3 separate regions of the Arachis hypogaea genome follow, and regions 2 and 3 are each linked to region 1. A link is a contact called in public Hi-C data. All regions are on one chromosome and are shown on one strand. The core of a region is the stretch at or near the end of the contact, and the rest is flanking DNA. Distances in the headings are between cores, read along the strand shown.

The links. Hi-C and Micro-C count contacts between places; a contact is called where the count stands out from the background.
Region 2: a Hi-C map of leaf shows a contact between it and region 1, with 2.7 times the contacts expected there. The contact joins two enhancer-like sites. A contact is called at or near these places in 2 of 8 Hi-C or Micro-C datasets (both in leaf).
Region 3: a contact with region 1 is called in a Hi-C map of leaf, with 4 times the contacts expected there. The contact joins the promoter of LOC112796751 here to the enhancer-like site in region 1. A contact is called at or near these places in 2 of 8 Hi-C or Micro-C datasets (leaf and an unstated tissue).

Annotation. Positions count from the first base shown.
Region 1 is chr4:53,250,737-53,254,706 of arahy.Tifrunner.gnm2.J5K5, reverse strand. No RefSeq gene overlaps it. Among protein-coding and RNA genes, the nearest start is that of LOC112798414, 83 kb to the right of the region's middle. Within about 2 kb of position 2,171, at least 1 of the 3 cell types and tissues checked has open chromatin away from gene starts, as enhancers often do.
Region 2 is chr4:52,818,173-52,822,142 of arahy.Tifrunner.gnm2.J5K5, reverse strand. No RefSeq gene overlaps it. Among protein-coding and RNA genes, the nearest start is that of LOC112794284, 12 kb to the right of the region's middle. Within about 2 kb of position 2,067, at least 3 of the 3 cell types and tissues checked have open chromatin away from gene starts, as enhancers often do.
Region 3 is chr4:52,900,347-52,904,316 of arahy.Tifrunner.gnm2.J5K5, reverse strand. LOC112796751 (auxin efflux carrier component 4) reads left to right here and starts at 2,168. Exons shown (of 6, transcript XM_025839347.3): 1 at 2,168-3,970. The coding sequence starts at 2,827.

The sequences.
Region 1 (3,970 bases), core at 922-3,421:
AGCCATGAAAAATGGATAACAAACATTCATGCAATAAACTTTTTTTAATATCAAGAAAAATTGAGAAATCTATAATAAAGTTGCACTTGACTTCTTCACCACATAACTCTACGAGAAAAGTTATTGCACAACAACACAGTCACTTAATAAGTGAATCATACTCCTCTTAATATTAGTTGTGATAGAATGTATAATTTCATTAAATATAAATGTGATGAGTACAATTTTACTACTTTATGGGTATTGGTTAAAGTTCTCTAAATATTTAAAAAAAAACTGTTTTTTATATGATTAAAAAGTAGATTTAACTAACATATATTCTAAAACATTTTATTAACACATATTAAGATTATCTAATTAAAATTTTTTTATAAAAGATATACAGAGTTCAAATTTTTATTCTACTTATTATATATTTATTAAGATAAAAAATTTAAAATTTCTACTCATTGTATTTGTAATCTTATACCCTTTCTTAATCTTTACAAATTTTCGGTGGTTAGTGTTTTCTTTTTTATTAGTTCATATCTGTTCATATTTTTATTAATATTTTTTTTTGTCATACATAGGAGAATGATTTGTATTCTTTTGTGGCAGTAACCTCAAGTAAAACTGGACCAACCAATATTGTTGTTCTTGATCCAAAATATTTTTGCATAAGCCCAATAAACGATGGAGGCATTCCTTAATGGGCACGTCGGTCCACACAGCACATTCCACAAAGAACATGGGATTTCTAATTTCTGGTCCCAAAGCACGAAAATTTCAATTAATTAGCAATACTAAGCCGAAATTTTCTGAAAAAAAAAATTATTCAAAATACTAATAGTACTTTTATTCGAAGTCAAATCTACTAATTAAAGTTTCATGAAAGAAAAATTACCACTTGATTAGTAATATTGATAATATCATCTAAATGCCTAAGGAACTTGAAGATTTGAATTATTAACACAACAACATTAATTATGAGCAAACTCAACAATAATCCAAAAACACTTTTTCATACCGAACTTATACATTACCTTAATGTTGCATATGCATTCTTTCCAATTATTGAGTGTATATTTTGTTACCAGAATGTTGTGAGTTGGATTATCTTTAGAGAAAGGTTTATTGGAAATTGTTGTAATAAGATGCATATATATACAATGATCCAAAGTCACAAAAAAACTAGTAACATTGCCTTACCCTACCACATTCATCGTTGGATAAGACTGACTTTCCCAACATTAATGTCCCACCCTTTCATACCACAATCACTTCCCATGAGATATGGTCCTAGTTTCTTAAATAATTATTAGTCTTTTTGCAAAGTAGCCCTCTTATTATTACTAGTACTTAATCATAAAGTGGGTCTCTGAAATTTTGCACCCTGCCCTATCCTTCTCAAAAAGATATATCAACCAAGAAGAAGGTATTAGAGTTTATTGGGAAAAAGGAGAGAATGATGCGACTACTCCTTATAATTAAAATGAATCTAATATATTTTAAGATATATTCACTTATTTATGAGTCCTCACATCTTATTATATATATAAGTATGTTCAAATATTGCATAGACTTGTTATCTAAAAAGATTTTTTTATGGTTATTATAATCTGTCATCTAAGATACAACAGTAAAACTTATGAAGTTGTTTTGTATATTCAAAAAAATTCATTTTTTGACACGTTTTTTTAAAATGTGTCGAAAAATTGAAATAAATGTGATTATAAAAAAGGTTCACGTAAGAATTTTTTTTTGAGTTTGTGTGAATTTTTTGTATAAGTTCTATTTTTTCTTTATATTTGTTTTACTTTATTATTTTTTTTAAGAAATAATAAAGTTTAAATTCTAGATCTTTTAATCATAAAAGTTTTAATATTATATCATGATAATATCATTTCCTCTAAAATTGATAAAAAGATGATACATAAATTATTAAATTTTTAACAGAAATCTAAAATAGACTAATAATATCCAAAAATCTAGACCAATATATATATTAACATTATATAATTTCAATCATGAAAAAAAGAATTAGGATTTGCATTGTAAAAGGGTGGAAGGTAAGGGGCAATGTTGGAATGAAGTAGCTGCGAGGTGATTATTGGTGGGGTTAACATAGTTCTCGCATGCTGATTTACACACATGCCCTAACTCTACTTACTATGCAGTACTTGCTTACTTCAAAAAAGAAAAAAAAAAAAGGAGTGCCACTTTGAACCACTCAACCTAATAGTAGGGGACCATGCATTGTATATTGTATTGTGAATGAAAGACCTTTAACCCTTTTCTTTTTGCACTCACATTCACATGTCTCTCAACGCTTTCTTTGACCCTCGAATATTAATTGAAAATATTTGAGAATATATTAAATAATGGATTAAAAAATCACAATATTAATGTATTATTTATTCTTACTATAGTTTTGGATACGGCTCCAAACATAATGTAATTTCGTAAAATTTGAATAGTAATTAGAATCTCATTCAAAGCAGCTAAAAATTTGCTAAGAGAAATTATAGATTGTATTTTTTTTATATATTTTTAATAGTATTCTCAATTTAACTGGCCAAAATTAATTTATTGAAGATTTAAATTTTATTTAAAAATTTATTATTGACTAACAAATTATTGTATACACAAAATAAGATTTAAATTTTCGATATTTATTTTAACGGACGAGTAAATTAATCACTCGACCAATTTAAGTAGGTTTATAAGTGTACTCTGTACTCTAAATAGTATAACTTACTATAATTTTTAACTCTTATAATACATTAAAAAGTTATTATATATAGATACATTTAAGTTTAGGTACACGTTAAATATATTATAAAAGTGTACAAGAATTTCTTTTAATCAGGTGACTAAATCCGTGATAGCCACGTTTCATCTCCGACCCCTTTTCCATTTTTTACATTTATTTCAGATTTATATCTGGAGCCAAACACATATTAGTAACCCTTTTTTTTATTTTTTTTTTCATTTTAAAAAAAAAATAAAGTTACATGTATTATTGATTGATGAGGTTTCTCTAACTTGGTATCTAACTAGACTTATCCTTTTGTTTTGTATACCCCGTTCTTGAATTTTCTGTTCAAACCTTTCCGTTTCCTATATAAGCCTATTTATGGACTATGACTAATGATTGCTCCATTTTCGTGCTATGCATTCTAATTACTGTTCAAATGTTTAAATCAAATCTACTGTTGTGAGTTTGTTACATTCAATGGACCAGAGATTTGAAAATAACTGGCCACCTTTAAAATTTTCAAGACAAGGCATAATAATGTGTATTTCTAAGTTATATGTGTAAGTTTTACTTCTATAAACTAAGGTTTAATAAGAAAATGATAGTTATATAATCATTTATTTAAATAATAGTTTAAATAATTCTTAAAATAAGTATTTTTTAGATAAATAACTTCTATGATATGTTGGACGCATTAAATGTCAATCTAAGAATATAACCAGCTCCTTTTTTAACTTATATAATTTAATAAAGTCAAATCAAATCCCACATCATATCATCTCAACTTTAATGGGGGCCTGGATGGGGTGATAGCTTCATCACAATTTTAATTAAACATTTTTCTTTTAGAAAAATTATAGACATGCATAATGCTTTGTAGAAGGGTACAGAAGATTGGATTGTGTTGAGTAGGAAATGCCAATGATTTTTGTTTTTCAGTAGCGATAGAATGCAACTGTTAAGACAGTAGGTAAATTAAGGGTGAAATTTGGTCAAACAGTTTGTTAAGCAATCTTAGAAATAAGACCAGGCACAAAGGTATTTGAAAATATATATTTACTTTAATAAGTTAGACCTAGTAGCCTCGATTCAAGGTTTGTGATTTGTGAAGCCTGTCGGGTTGGTTTGTGTCTATTTATAATTTTATACGAGGTTTATTGAATTTAGATTTCATTTATCGCACATTTATAAATATTTTTTTACCCAAATTCTACGATATTAGACTTCAATAAA
Region 2 (3,970 bases), core at 818-3,317, 430 kb after region 1:
TTTGACAATTTGAGTGATGAGCATCTATGTGTATATATATATATACTTTATACTTGTACACTCTTCTCCATATAAGCGATCCCCACGTCTTATAAATGCTATATCTGAATTTATAGTTGTAACTGTAATGAATTTAACTATACATTAATATTATTATTATCCTGTATGTTAGTTGAATATATGCATATCTGACAATATATTTAAAGCAGATGGAATTGTTTGTACCCTTATGTCTAAACATATATTAATTTTAACAAGACACATACACATTTCATTTCAGATATCTTACAATATGATATAGCAAGCCCCCATATACTCATGTCCATTTATTAAAAAAAAAAGGTGATGTCCAACATAGATAGATGACTAATTAATTTAATTGGAAGGACTATATATACAGAATATATACATATATACATGATGATGAAAATGATGTAGCAAATTAAATGATATTATATTTATTTATATATAAATATAATTTGGTAGGTGGAATTGTTAAAACATATGGTGATACACTCGTGTGCGTGGCCTGACATTGGAGCATAAAATGAGGGGTCCGATCTAAGTGATGTGGGTTGCGGTGGCACAAAGAAAGAAAAAGAAGTACACAGCATGAAATAATAAATATATATATACTAGTAGTAGATAAATAGTATTAAATTAAATGTGTCTAACCATATGTATCTATATGCAGGGGGTAGAATTTATTCAGGTGAAATTATAAATAAATAAGAATACGATATGATATGATTAATAGATGGTTTTAATTTGTGGAAGTAGTAGCAAGCAAGTTGGAGAGAGAGAGAGAGAGAGAGAGAGAGAGAGAGAGAGAGAGAGAGAGAGAGAGAGAGAGAGAGAGAGAGAGAGAGAGAGAGATGAATGAATGGGACTAGAGAAAGAGTAATGAAAGGAGTGATGATGGTGTGTGTAGGGTGAACAACGGACATTCAGCGGATGGGCTGCTGTGGATTAGTGTTTTCTTGGGACCATTTCTTCATCAGGGCTGCCCCCCTCAATATTCATAACCACCTACCACTATCAATGTTAACTACTAAGTAACTTATTATAATGCTTTATATGTTTTTTTAATAAAGTAATGAACCATTCAAATAATCAATTATTAAAAATGAATTCCCCCTCCCTCCTCTCTTTTAAAGGGATTCCAACTGAAAAAAAAAATAACTAAATAAAAAGAAAATCTTTTTATTTTTTATGAAGTAGAGACACTTATTTGAGTTGTCGTGTCAACGTCTCGGACATATTTCAAACACGACACTCTTTCGATAAAAATGTCTGCTATGTCTAATCGTGTCTTATTAAAAAATAAAAAATTCTTTTCTATACACACTTAGACACATCTAAATATCATTATGTGTCAGCGTGTAGCCTTATTCTTAACATATATTTTCAAAATAAATTTAAAAATAGTATATATTATTATTTATTAAAATAAAAAATATTATAAATACTTTATATAATTAAAATAAGATATTAAAATAATTAAAAAAATAATTTATATTTTAATATTAGTTATATTTTATATTTTTATATATACGTATTACTGTATCTTATAAAATTTTAAAATTTATGTATCGACATATTTCATATTGTGTTGTATTTTGTGTTTATGTAAGTGTTCATACATCATAGCTAATTTTTAATTTCAAAATTTTATCTAATAAAAATTCATATATAATTATCTCTATATAAAATTGTTTATTGAGAACTACCCGTTTCTTGAACCACAAACTATCTCCAAGCCATTCTCATCTATGATCTATTTGAGTACTATAGATTCTTACCCTTTTTTTTTCTTTTTCTCTTTTCATTTATTTATTTATTTTTACTTGTTCAAATCTTTGGTCGCTTCTTGTTTTTTCATTTTTTCTTTTGTCGTGAGTAGGACCGGACTTGCTTTTGACAAAAACAAAATCAGTTCAGGAGCAACTGTTTCTTCTTTTTTTTTTTTTTTAGCAATCATGATAAATTCATCTTGGTCAGGCCCTTGACACGGTGGCAGCAAGACACTACAGATAGGGTAAAAGCCTGAAGCCCAACTTAGGTCCAAAGGGAAAATTTTATTGGGCCTTCATAATGATATTAAGGTTCTCTTTTATATTTGGTTTTTGTTGACAGGAAGCGGTGGCTACCAAATACTTTGTTTTTTGACGGGAAAGAGGGTGTTCATTCCACAGGGGCTATGATTTCTAGCCAGGCAAGATTTTGAACATGATGAGGAACCTCTTCCATCCACACAATATTTGGATTGGTATTTGGTAATGGCTATTTTTGCTAGTTCATGGACAACTCTATTCCCATTTCTTTTAACATGATTAAAAGGCACAAATCTAATCTAAACTCACTCACTAAAGACAAAGCATCAGCCACAAAAGCCCCAAAAAACGGTCACATTCCACAATAATCCCCAAAAACCAACACTCCTTTGCTAATTTCATACCCAAATAAATCGCAAGAGCCTCTGCTTCATGGGCTTCAAGTGTAGGATTAATAGGCCATGTTGCTTCAGCTAGGATTTGGCCCAAACAGTCTCGAACAACCGCACCCGCACCTGTAACACCCTAATTATCAAAAGTCACGCTTCCGGCTGCGCTACTCTGATAGCTCGGATATTACGACGACTCTTATACTATTTAATTACTAAAATATGAGTATATTTAAAACTTTAAACCGCAATACCCCTGCGAAAAAACTTTAGTTATGAAACGTACATCCATATATACAATATAAGTTACAATACCCAACGGAAATACACACACACACACACACACACACACATATATATATATATGTTAATTTACAAGCACCTCAAATCAAAATCCTATCCCTCTTACAAGACTTGCAAAGTTAAAGGCGAGGGAGACATAACTACTAAAACAATACAAAAATATCGTCTGACAGAAAATAAATAAATATCTTCTGAACTTCATCGTCTGTAACCTGAAAAGAGAAGATCTGTAGGGGAGTGAAAACATCATCCTCGAAAGGGTTCTCACTATAGGGTTGCAGAATTACTATAATAGGATACGCGGGATAAAATCGTTACAGTGATTAATAACTCCCTTATGCGTCTTTTCAAAACAACAATTTACTATAAGAGAAAAATCTGAAATCTTTTCTGAAAGAGGAACTGTTCATTTCTTGAAAATTCAAAAGCCTTTCAAAAGGTTTATCTATACTGGTCCAAATTAGTTTTTCATACTTTTCCAAACCAGAAACATCAACCAAACATGGCCTTCGGCCCACCTCATGATCAACCAAGACTCTAGGCCCAAACAACCCAAACAACAACCAATCACTATAGTCCAATACAATCTCAGTCGCAAACACAAATAGGAAAGTTCAAGCACAAATAAACAGTTACTGCAAGTAGAACAATTAGCAGTTAATCACAAGTAATCACAAAGGCAAACCAAGTGCAGTATGCACACCCAAACAATGTCACATAGATGCATATGATGAATGCATGTTCTAGTGGCTGATGATATCATCTGTCAGTTATAAAGCCAGCCTGACAAGTCCTGGTAGCTAACTATTGGACTGTCCCTCTGTCGTGCATCCCCAACTCGAGTTATTCACAATCATAATCATAATTCACATCCAACACCCTCACTGGTGTATATTCACGGGGGCGAGTTCATCCGGAACTTTCACAGTGTCCATCCACACTTACGACATAGGGTCAGTAGAGTATCGAGTCTCAACCTGGAGCACGTGATGGCTAGCCACTGCTTTTACCCAGGGAAACTCATATCTAAGATAATTGGAAGTGTAACAATCACAATATCAATAACTCAGCATATATGCATTTATTCTCAGCCATAAATCAACATTCATCTCAGACATCCGGCTTAAATTCATAATTTACAATCAGCCATCCGGCTCATAACATATTCAGCAATCAGCCAAAATTTATTATCATACACAGGCATTCCGACTCATAACAAGATAG
Region 3 (3,970 bases), core at 919-3,418, 350 kb after region 1:
TTTTTGGATGTAACAGCACAAATTTTGATCATTATAATGAAAGAAAAAATATATCAAGTTATTGTGGAATGTGATAGCAAGCTCGGTCGTTAAAATGGGCTAAATTTATTGGGTCAGTTTGTTTATATATTTAAATGGATAGGTTTTATCTCTAAAATTAAATCCATTTAAATTTTGAGATAAACGGGTTGAATCCGATTAATTCAAAGAAAATGATGAGTTAAATAAATTAGTAGTCTGCAGACTAAATAGATGTCTCGTTTATTTTTTTACATTTTTTTAAAAAAATAGTACTTTTAGTCGATATTTTTCTTGATCCGACTCAAAAATCTAACCCATCAACTAAAAAATTATTTTTTAAAGATTTTTTACCTAAAAATATTTTTTATCAAAATATTTTTTAAAAAATAAAATAAAAGAATAAACAGGACCCGTTTAATCTATTGGGTTGACCATAAACGATCCAAACTAAAGAATTATAATCTACGAATGAAGTAAATTTAAACAAATCCAATTTAAACAAATCCAAAATAAATAGGCTGGACTAACCCATTTGACAGCTTAACTGAGAGTGTTATTTAAAATATATTTTTTTTATTATTGATGAATTATTATTACCTAGTAGTTCTCTTATCAAAATGTAGCAATTATAGTCACCATGATGACGATAAACATACTAAAATTCACATAGTGTGTCCATATATATAAAATATTAGGTTTACATAAAAAAATTTAACTATCAAATTAATCATTATATAATTATGTATAAATAAATATTATTTCAAACGTTTTTTATGTAATTTTTTGTATTTTAATTAGGGATGATAATAAAATAAATTGATAAAGACGAATTTTTATATTAACCGATTTTCGCTCACCCTATTTTATTTTATTTAAACTCTGTCTCATTATTATTTATGGATATAAAATTCTATCCCAAATTCACTCAGCTAGTTACTCACCTCATTCCTACTTTTATATATATAGCCACTTAGATAAAATAATGTCCCTTTTTAAAAGTTTTTTTAAATTAAAATTTAACACATATAACCAGTTAAATTATGTTATTTTTATTAAAATTAGACTGAACAAATTAGTTTGGTCAAAAAATTAATAAATTAAATTTTAAATTGGTACAAATTAATATTTTTTTAATAAAAAATAACTATAATATTCTTATTATAAAAAATAACTAAAATACTCTTATTTTATATATATTAATTAATTTTAAAAATTTTAAATTTTAACTTTACGACGAAAAAGAAAAAAAAAGTTAGAATTTAAGATTCTCAAAATATATATAATAAGAATATTTTAGTTATTTTCTACAATAGGAGTATTGTAATAATTTTTTATAAAAAATAATATTAATTTAGACTGATTTAAAATTTGATTAACTATTTTTTGATTAAATTAATTTGTTTGACCTAATTTTAACAAAAATAATTCGATTTAATCGATTATATATGTTAAATTTTAATTAATAAAAAGCATCTTTAAAAAAATGTTTTAAACATCTTTTTGTCGGAATGGTTCCGATATAATATATATATATATATATATATATATATATATATATATATATGGGAATAGATATACATAAATTTTAATCTTGTCCTACCTCAATCCGAATAGAAACTCATTCTGTGCAAAATCTATCTAGATCAAATTGAGACGAGTGGGATACCCATGAATACGAGCTGTATTGTGAGGCCTAATTTCAACATGTATTCATTGAGTCTTTTCCAAAAATCTGATATAAAATGCTCTATATCAGAAACTTTGTCCCTCAATTGAGCTTCATTTAAATGGTGAAAAGATAAATAATCAAGCAGAGAAAAAATAGAGGGTTTGATTGATTTTTATATTTAAGATGAAGCAAAAGAATAATAAAAAATCTTGGTTTCACAATTTTTTTATTTTCAAAATAAAAGTACGAAAAATGAACACGATAACAGATCGAACTCAAAAGTTTTCAACACCAGATTTAATACTCCGTTATTCCCCACCACACGATCCATTGCTAGCATGCAACATTTAGCTTTATGCACCTCCCATCCTGGGTTACCCTTAACTATAGCGGGCGGTTACTTCCTAACTCAACTTCTCATTGGTCCCCCACCCTAAACCCAGCCCAATATTGCTCAATGCTCATCAATAATCACTCACTTTAATTTCCAAAACAATATCATAAATTACCATCAGATATATACGAATTTTATTTCTATATAATATGTATTTTTGTATATTTTTATATCTATTTGTATATTATTAAAAATAATTTTTTTTCCTGTTTCCTTTCTTATCAATCATTTTTAGTATAACAATAAAAAAGTATATAAATAAATATTCAGAAAATAAAATATAATATTTCTTCGTTAAAAAATACGTGACTTTATTGCTTTATTTTATACGCACACATATGGCTACATCTTCTTCTACATCCTATTATCTACGTATGAGTGTAATTTGAGTGATGACTACCCCCTTTCTCTCTCTACCTGCGTCACTGCCTATATATACTCTTCCCAACCTACACCTTTATCTTTGTAAATTCACTGTCTCAGACTTCACATTCTCTCTCTAAAATTCCTTCAGCAAAATCAGCAGAGAGAACAGATCACTGAACCAACCCCAACCCTCCTAAACCACTTACTACTAGTTAGTTATCTAACGGTTTCTTCATTTCTTTCTTTCTGTTTCAATTTTTATTCCTATTTTACCCTCCAGGCTCTCCCTAATTTCCAAGCTCATGCCATTCCACCATTAACCAAACTCTCTCTCAAAACTTAATCAAAAAGAAGAAAGACAAAAAGAAAAGAAAAGATGATAAGCTGGAAGGACCTATACAGCGTCTTAACAGCGGTGGTTCCGCTGTACGTGGCGATGATCCTCGCGTACGGTTCCGTCCGGTGGTGGAAGATTTTCTCGCCGGACCAGTGCTCCGGGATCAACCGTTTTGTCGCGATCTTCGCCGTGCCGCTGCTTTCTTTCCACTTCATATCCTCCAACAACCCTTACGAGATGAACTTCCGGTTCATCGCCGCCGACACGCTACAGAAGGTGATGATGCTCTTTGCCTTGGCCATATGGACCAACTTCACCGCCAACGGAAGCCTCGAGTGGATGATCACCATCTTCTCCCTCTCCACATTGCCCAACACTCTTGTCATGGGGATCCCACTCCTCATCGCCATGTACGGCGACTACTCCGGCCAACTCATGGTTCAGGTGGTGGTGCTCCAGTGTATCATATGGTACACTCTCTTACTCTTTCTCTTCGAGTACCGCGGAGCCAAGCTGCTTATTATGGAGCAGTTTCCGGAAACCGCGGCTTCTATTGTGTCCTTTAAGGTGGACTCCGACGTGGTTTCGCTCGACGGTAGAGATTTTCTTGAGACCGATGCGGAGGTTGGTGATGACGGTAAGCTTCATGTTACTGTGAGGAAGTCTAACGCGTCGCGAAGGTCGTTCATGATGACGCCGCGTCCGTCGAACCTAACCGGCGCCGAGATTTACAGCCTTAGCAGTTCCCGGAATCCGACGCCGCGAGGGTCCAACTTCAACCACGCAGATTTTTACTCCATGATGGGGTACCACCCGCCGAGGCATTCTAACTTTGGTGCTAATGACTTATACTCCGCTCAGTCCACTTCGCGGGGGCCTACGCCGCGTCCCTCCAACTTCGAAGAGAACATGAGCTCCCCGAGGTTCGGGTTTTACCCGGCGCAGACAGTTCCCGCTTCGTACCCAGCTCCCAATCCAGAATTCGCTGCCAGCTTGAGCAGCAAGAGCGTCAAGAATTCACAAGTGCCACCAGTGGCAGCTCCGCCTCCTCCCCCACAGGTTCAGCCTCAGCCACAGCCACAGGGGCAGCAGTTGGTTCAGGCTCAACCTGGTAGCGGCGGTGCTGCTGCTGGTGCTAAAGCGAGCCATGATGCAAAGGAGCTCCACATGTTTGTGTGGAGCT